Regions from separate parts of the Ovis aries genome. Here region 1 is linked to region 2. A link is a contact called in public Hi-C data. All regions are on one chromosome and are shown on one strand. The core of a region is the stretch at or near the end of the contact, and the rest is flanking DNA. Distances in the headings are between cores, read along the strand shown.

What was found. Hi-C and Micro-C count contacts between places; a contact is called where the count stands out from the background.
Region 1: a contact with region 2 is called in a Hi-C map of tail adipose tissue, with 2.9 times the contacts expected there. The contact joins two enhancer-like sites. A contact is called at or near these places in 5 of 16 Hi-C or Micro-C datasets (muscle, omental adipose tissue, skin fibroblasts and 1 more).

What each region holds. Positions count from the first base shown.
Region 1 is chr4:53,750,751-53,754,627 of ARS-UI_Ramb_v3.0, reverse strand. The region is part of intron 3 of TFEC (transcription factor EC); the gene reads right to left. Among named protein-coding and RNA genes, the nearest start is that of TES, 36 kb to the right of the region's middle. Within about 2 kb of position 2,212, at least 17 of the 54 cell types and tissues checked have an H3K27ac peak or open chromatin away from gene starts, as enhancers often do. A contact at or near this core is called in tail adipose tissue, where this site is marked.
Region 2 is chr4:53,319,343-53,323,113 of ARS-UI_Ramb_v3.0, reverse strand. All of the region lies in intron 1 of TFEC (transcription factor EC), which reads right to left. Among named protein-coding and RNA genes, the nearest start is that of CAV1, 55 kb to the left of the region's middle. Within about 2 kb of position 2,038, at least 8 of the 54 cell types and tissues checked have an H3K27ac peak or open chromatin away from gene starts, as enhancers often do. A contact at or near this core is called in tail adipose tissue, where this site is marked.

The sequences.
Region 1 (3,877 bases), core at 963-3,462, 430 kb before region 2:
CTCACTTCAGCAACTCTGGATCAACAATCACCTCATTAACATCCTACCTCATACTTCCTGTGCCATTGCTGGAGACCATGTTTGGTGTAAAACTGACTGGAACAGGTGATGCATTTGTTCCAGGAGAAATAAGTTTTATTATCATGAAATATCAGGCAAGACTAGGTTAGATGTTCCTGTGAAATTGTCTGATGAGATATTGCTTCTGGAGGCAAGAAAATTAGCCTCAAGCCAGTCTCAAGTGTTTCCTGGATTTATTTATTTTCTTAATAATTCATTGAAACAAAATTCATGTAACATAGACTTAAGCATTGAAGTGATAATTTGGTGACATATCTAACACATTCACAGTGTTATGCAATCACCTCTTTAGTCTAGTTCTAAGACAGTTCCATCACTCCAGAGTAAAACCCTATATCCATTAAACCATTTCTTCCCATTTTCACCCCTCCCTAGCCCCTGGACATCTGAATTCTCTATGGCTTTATCCATTCTGGATATTTCATGTAAATAGAATCATACAATATTTGACTTTTCATAGCTGACTTCTTTCACTTAGAATAATGTTTTCAAGGTTCACCACATACATCCACTGTGGTAGGTATAAGTATTTCCATCCTTTTCATGGCCGAAATATTTATATACATACATACATATATATATACACATATTCTTAAAAATGACAGGACACTTTATTTTTCAGCTGTGATACATGGCACATGGGATCTTAGCTTCCCAAAGAGGGACTGAACTTGCACCCCCACAATGGAAGTATGAAATCTTAGTCACTGGACCAGCAGGGAAGTTCTTGAAATATATTTTTTTAATCATAATTTGTTTATCCACTTATCTGTTGATGAATATTTGGACTGTCTCCACCTTTTGACTACTACAAATAGTGCTGCTATGAGCATATGTATCCAAGAACTTATTTTAGTACCTATATTCTGTGTTTTTGTTTTTGTTTTTAGGTGTATACCTAGGAGTTCAATTGCTGGGTCATAAGGTAAGCCTATGTTTAACTTTTTGAGAATTTCCAAACTGGTTTCCATAATGGCGGAACCATTTTGCATTCCTGCCAGCGACGCAGGAAAGTTCCAGTTCTTCCTTGCCAACACTTAGTTTCCATTTATTGTTATTATGATAGCCCCAGGAGATGTGAAGTAGAACCTCATTGTGGTTTTGGTTTATATTCCCCTGATGACTAATGATGTTGAGCATTTTTCATGTGCTTTTTGGCCATCTGTATATCTTCTTTGGAGAATCTATTTATATCCATTTCTTATTTTTTAATTCTTATTTTTTAATTTCTTAATTTTTAATTTGTCTTTTTATTCTGGAGTTGCAACAGTTCTTTATATATTCTGGATACTAGTCCCTTGTCAAATATATTATTCGCAAATATTTTCTCTCATTCTGTGGATTATATCTTCATTTCTTTGAATAATACCCTTTGACACACAAAAGTTTTTAATTGAGATGATTCCAATTTACCTATTTTTTTCTTCTCTTACTCTTTCTTTTGGTGTCATACCTAAGAATCCATTGATAAGTCCAAAGTCAAAAAAATTTATCCCTATGTTTTCCTCTCATAGTTTTATGATTTTTAGTTCTTATATTTAGGTCACTGATCCATGTTGAATTAATTTGTATTTATAGTGCAAGGTAGGAATCCAACTTCATTTTATGAATGTGGATATGCAGACATCATATATTAAAAAGATGAGTCTTCACCCACTGAGCTTTGGCACATTGTTGAAAATCTATTGGCCATAGATGTATGGGTTTAATTTTTAAACACTCAATTCTACTCCATCTGTCTATACTTCTAGGCTTATGCTAATACCACACTGTTTTGATTGCTATAGCTCTGTTGAAGTTTTAAAATTGGGAAATGTGAGTTGTTCAACTTTACTCTCTTTTTTGAGATTGTTTTGGCTATTCAGGGCCCCTTATGATTCCAAATGAATATAAATAATACCATTTCAATGTGTTGAGACTTAAGTCTTTGTTCTTTTATCTTGTGTTCAGCTAGTATTTTGACAGCAATTTCCTTGTTCACTAGGAGCTAACACACACACACACACACACACACACACACACACACACACAAAACCCTCCCAATTTTTAGAGATTGACTCTGTGATGAGTCACTCCCTCAACACTTAGCCAGGCTGTTTACAACTCTGAATTAGACTTCACTTCCTTCTTGCACTGAGACTAGAGGTCAGCCAGAGGTAAAAGCTTAGAGCATTCTATGGTCTTTTCTGAGTATCTGACCTTCCTTGGACAAATATTTGGGTTTCTAAATTCCCAAATATATGTGGATGCTTTTCCAAGCTCTGGTTTCTCAAAAAAAAAAATTATTCCCAGCTTTTCTTTCCAGCCTTGGGACAGTCTGTTGCATCTCAGCCAAAATGTTTAGCCCCAGGTAGCTATGGTTTGTTTGTCACCTTACAATGTTTCAGGGTAATGCTGGCCAGTTTCCTACCCTGAGTGAGCTCCAAGTTAGGCAAAGCAGAAACCTTGCTAGTGTCTCACGCAGCTCCCAGAGAGCTTAGACTAAACAAACATAATATTTTGTCAGTTAGATCTGCTCTGCTCCCTATGCACCAGGGAGTCGCACTCTTACACTGGGTAGGTGGGCTGCCATCTTCAAGAGCACTACAAAGCTGGGGAGGGGTTTGGGCAAGAGGAAGTAAAAATGCCACAGCGCTTTCCTATCATTGTTAAGTCGCCTTCTGTTTTTGATTCAGCATCCACCTGGCTGCTGTAAACCTTTGAGTGTTTTCCAGAATTCTAACAAAGTTGATTCTGCCAGTTTCTGCTTCTTTTCCGTGTTTCTGCAGAGAGATAGGAACTTGGAGCTACAGCTCTGCCATTTTGCTGATATCCTCCAAATTTCTTTTTAAGGCCATGTGAATCTACTCAGAGTGTATTTAGAAGCTCTTGTGATGGTCTGCATCAACAGACTAATTGACACTGGTTAGAAGGCTACTCATAAATTCACTTTCCCAGAAAATAACCTATATGCCAATATACACAAAAATTTTTTGAACAAATTAGGTTTATAGAAATGACTAGAATTTTATTTTAGATGCCTTTGGGTATAAATATTTATCATTTTAAAATATCATGAATAAAAATAGCTCAGTTAAAATCTATTATATGCCTAGTCAGTACACCTCTCTATTAGAAAACTGCCACATACTACTATTAAATGTAAAACTGTTACAGTATAAGGATAATTTGAGGTTTGAAAGATAATCCATCTTCTGTGGTCAAAATTCCATCTTTATATGTCACTAATGTGTTTATAAGTAAAGTACTATTGTTGCTGTTTAGTTGCTAGTTCAGTTCAGTCACTCAGTCATGCCCAACTCTTTGCGACCCTGTGAACCACAGCACGCCAGGCCTCCCTATCCATCACGAACTCCCGGAGTTCGCCCAGACTCACATCCATCAAGTCAGTGATGCCATCCAGCCATCTCATCCTCTGTTGTCCCCTTCTCCTCCTGCCCCCAATCCCTCCCAGCATCAGAGTCTTTTCCAATGAGTCAACTCTTCACATGAGGTGGCCAAAGTACTGGAGTTTCAGCTTTAGCATCATTCCTTCCAAAGAACACCCAGGACTGATCTCTTTTAGAATGGACTGGTTGGATCTCCTTACAGTCCAAGGGAATCTCAAGAGTCTTCTCCAACACCACAGTTCAAAAGCATCAATTCTTCGGCACTCAGCTTTCTTCACAATCCAATTCTCACATCCATACATGACTACTGGAAAAACCGTAGCCTTGACTAGATGGACTTTTGTTTGCAAAGTAATGTCCCTTCTTTTGAATATGCTATCTACATTGGTCATAACTTTCCTTCCAAG
Region 2 (3,771 bases), core at 789-3,288:
CTAGACACCAGAGAATTATCCTACCCAAGGATCAAGAGAGTAGGCATTTATATTTAATTTCCAATTCTGCTGAAGCCTGCTTCTGGGGCTGGGAGGTGGAAGTGGCAGGTGTTAATTCCCTGGCACTTCCAGTCTGCCCTACTCCTGGGCAGAGCAAGCCAGAGAAGTTTCCACTTTTCCCACCCCAAAAAAAAAAAAAAAAAAGCTTATGCTCTGGACCAAAAAAAAAAAAAAAAAGCAGATACTGGGACTCTACCACCATGAAGGGAAGGGGACTTTGCTGAAGTTCCATAGTCACCTGGATTCCCCTGGGTTAAGATGGACCCAGTCAAGGCATCTCCAAATTCTGTGCAGGGGAAGGCCTCACCTGCAGGGGGTGTTACTCACAGGTGTGGAACAATTCCTCAGGGCTATCCAGGTGACTGGTAATTTCATACTTTCTCATCAATCATTCAGCTGTAGATTCACAAGGTGGTTCCTGGCTCTGCCAAGTTGTCTGGCCAGATAAATAAATGGAAACCAAGATGGGTTAAGATCTGTAGTAAAATAAACCTTGGAGACTCAACCACAATGTCAACTAGATTCGGAGAGAAACTCTATATTCTTCAACTCCAACTAACTGAAGAAACTCAACACCTTTGCCCTAGTCAGCTCCAGGGTTAATTCTATCGAATCTGATAGAGCATCAGAGGCTCCTCTCCATCAAGTGGTGTATGTGAGTCTGGACTAGTTTGTGCAGGAGACTCTTAACTTTCCTCCTGGACCCACAGCGAGACCAGATTTCCCAACCTTTCTTGCAATGGCCATGAGACTCAGATCTGGCATTGAAATGTGGGAAGAAATTATGTGCTCTGTTTCCTGGTCTGAGCTATAAATACTCCTCCATTTTTTAGCTGGATGTCTGTATACTAAGGGCATCTATGAAAACCACATGTTGAAATAAGCGTATCTCTCAGCTTGGGTCCTCCAAAGACTGCAGAGGAAAGCACCATCCCCTACCCCATCCCACTCTCCAGCACTAGTGGGCATTTACATGAGCAAAATCTGAGTTACCAAAATTTCGGGGTTTATCTGTTACAGCAGCTGCACTTGGATTAAACACAGCCACCCACGACAGAGGCTAGGCTCACAGCCAGACTGGTTACTCAGCTGTTGGCTGCCTGCTCCCCTCTCCCTCACAGCTGTGGGGGTCCCAGTATTCTTTCCTGCCCAAGGAGGTAGTTTTAGACATACAGGGTGAGTAAGATGGCTAGGAGACACTGTCTTGGAGATGTTTCTCAAGGCAAAATCTTTCATTTTTGCATGTCTTGTGACAAGAACTTTCCATGGCCATGCAGTGAGTCAGAAGCAAAGCAAAGATTCATGTTCTCATCTGCTAGGGCATCTCCCCACCTCCAGGATGGGCTCTAGGCTCTGTGCTGTGAGATGTGGGGAATCAATCACAATAAGGGTCGGGAAATCAGGATTCTACCTTCTGTCGTAGACCACTGAGAAGACTTTAAGCCCAGCAGCTTCAAATAGTTTAAAATCAGCTGGAAAATCCCTTTTTGGTCTAAATATAGGACCGCTCAATCCTTCTCCCAAGTGACTTTATCCCATTAGTATCTGTACGTAATTAGAAATGCATATTCTCATTGTTTAATCTCTAACCTACATAGTCTGATTCACTTATACAAAGCAGAAAATTGAAAGTTCTACCCTATAGTGTCATCACACTTAGCAGCTAAGTGCTGCCACCAAGATGTACAAGCAAGTTAGTTTAAGAATTGGGGAGGAAACATGTTCTAACAGGATTCTTGAGGCTCTGGACTCTGGGTCTGGTCACCAGGACCAGCTTGTTTCCTCCAGAAAAGAATTCATGAAGTTCCCGCTGTTTTGTGGGTCCTCAGAGAATTTAGGAACGTTTCTTCAGCCCTACTCTGAGAAGAAAGATTTCTCCAGAGCAGTGTAAAAAGCACAAGGCAAAGAATGAGGGAGGAGGCTCATGACATGTAGCAGGCCTCTGTTTGCAGAGAAACAGCTAAGCTGGGAGTGCCTTGCTCAGCCTATATTTAGTTTGTCCAGTGACATCTTTGCACCTCAACACCATCTCTCATGCTAGCAAAGGCCAGAGACCAATCATTTTTCTCATTGTAACAAGGCTGTGACTCACTAGTTCTAAAAAATATATGAGAACAATAAGACCCAAGGGGACAAGAAAATTCAAAAAAATAATAATTAAAAAAACAGTTGAGCATTCCCTGTAGGCTGAATTTAAAAAAAAAAAGATAGTCCTAGAAGTTTTCCAAGAGGCCTCTAGCAAGCTCTTTTATCGTTAGAGGACAAATTCAAACTGCACCACACACTAGTTTATAATTTCCAATGATGTCTGAAAAACATAAGCCTATTTTTATAATGAGTGTTTGCAAAACAAAAAAAACTGTTAGCACCAACCACAGAACAGCACTGTGTCTCACTGCCAATAGTCTTTGAGAGGCTGACTCCAAATGGGAGAGGAGCCACATTCAAGCCAAGTGGTGGCCTGTTTTGGTTTTGTCTTGACCCCCCTAAAAGGTTAAAGACAAACTGAATATTTTTCAGCCAAATCTCTTCTAAATCTATGCATAACTTACTGCAGAGGTTGGCAAACTTTTTCTGGACCAGAGAGTAAATATTTTGAGGCTTTGTAGGACATACGGTCTTTGTCACAACTAGTCAACTTTGCCATTCCACACACTGGCTGTGTTCCAATAAAACTCTATTTTATTGGGAAAAAATAGGCAGCAGGCTGAAGTGAGCCTGTGGCTATAGTTTGCTAATCTCTGACTTAGTGGTCAGAGCCACCATTGATGAGGCCAGACTCACAAATACTACCTAGGGCTTCACCCTGGGTCCTATGGCCAGGTATGTTCCCCCATCCCCACCCCAGTAAGCTGTTTCAAAAACTCTGTCCTGGTCAAGAAAGCCAAGCAAGAGAAAGTGAATCTATCCTTGTTTTTCTATCAGCACCACAATATTATCACTCAAACTCTAACTTTGTAGGAAACAGAAAGTTACTGGAAATCTGAAATGACTATATATTCTTTTAAGTCTGAACCTGAAAAGAGAATGAAATCTCTGGCAACTCCTGCATCCATCAACAGGAATTGGACTCTAAACAAACTAACTTCTATGAGGTTGAGCCTTTGTAAGACCCGACTTTCGAGATAACAAATAGACCAAGTTCCAGGGCCATAATATAAGATTTGGTTTCCAGGAAGGACTGACATCAGAGCTGTGCAAGGAATATTTGTGGCATGAGGCACATGGTTGAGTGGTCCACCCAAGTCTGGTCATTTCTGATTTCATAGTACCTGATTGAGGTTCTTTAGCAAAATAACAAAAAGAATTACCAACCTGATAACAAAATGCAGGCTTATAAATAATTCATTTAAGCAAGTATAACTAATACATTTTTCCCACGGAAGTGGTAAACTCTTACCATCCCAAGTAAAATCTCAAAATCTAGGTCTTGGTTCTGTCTCTTCTCATAAGGCAAAAAGCATGGAGTTGAATGAGCAAAGAGGAGGGCCTTTTTCTTTTTAAGTCAAAATAATTTTTATAAAATAGGAATTATGAAAGAGATCAGGACCTATACTATATATATATATATTATAAGGCTGTAAGGATTCAATGAGTTAATTGATATCAAAATCTCAACACAGTTCTTAAACATTATCTCTTAGCACCAATTATCTTCTTCTTGGCTTCTCAGTTTTGAACTTTAGTACTTTACAAATGGCACTAGTGGTA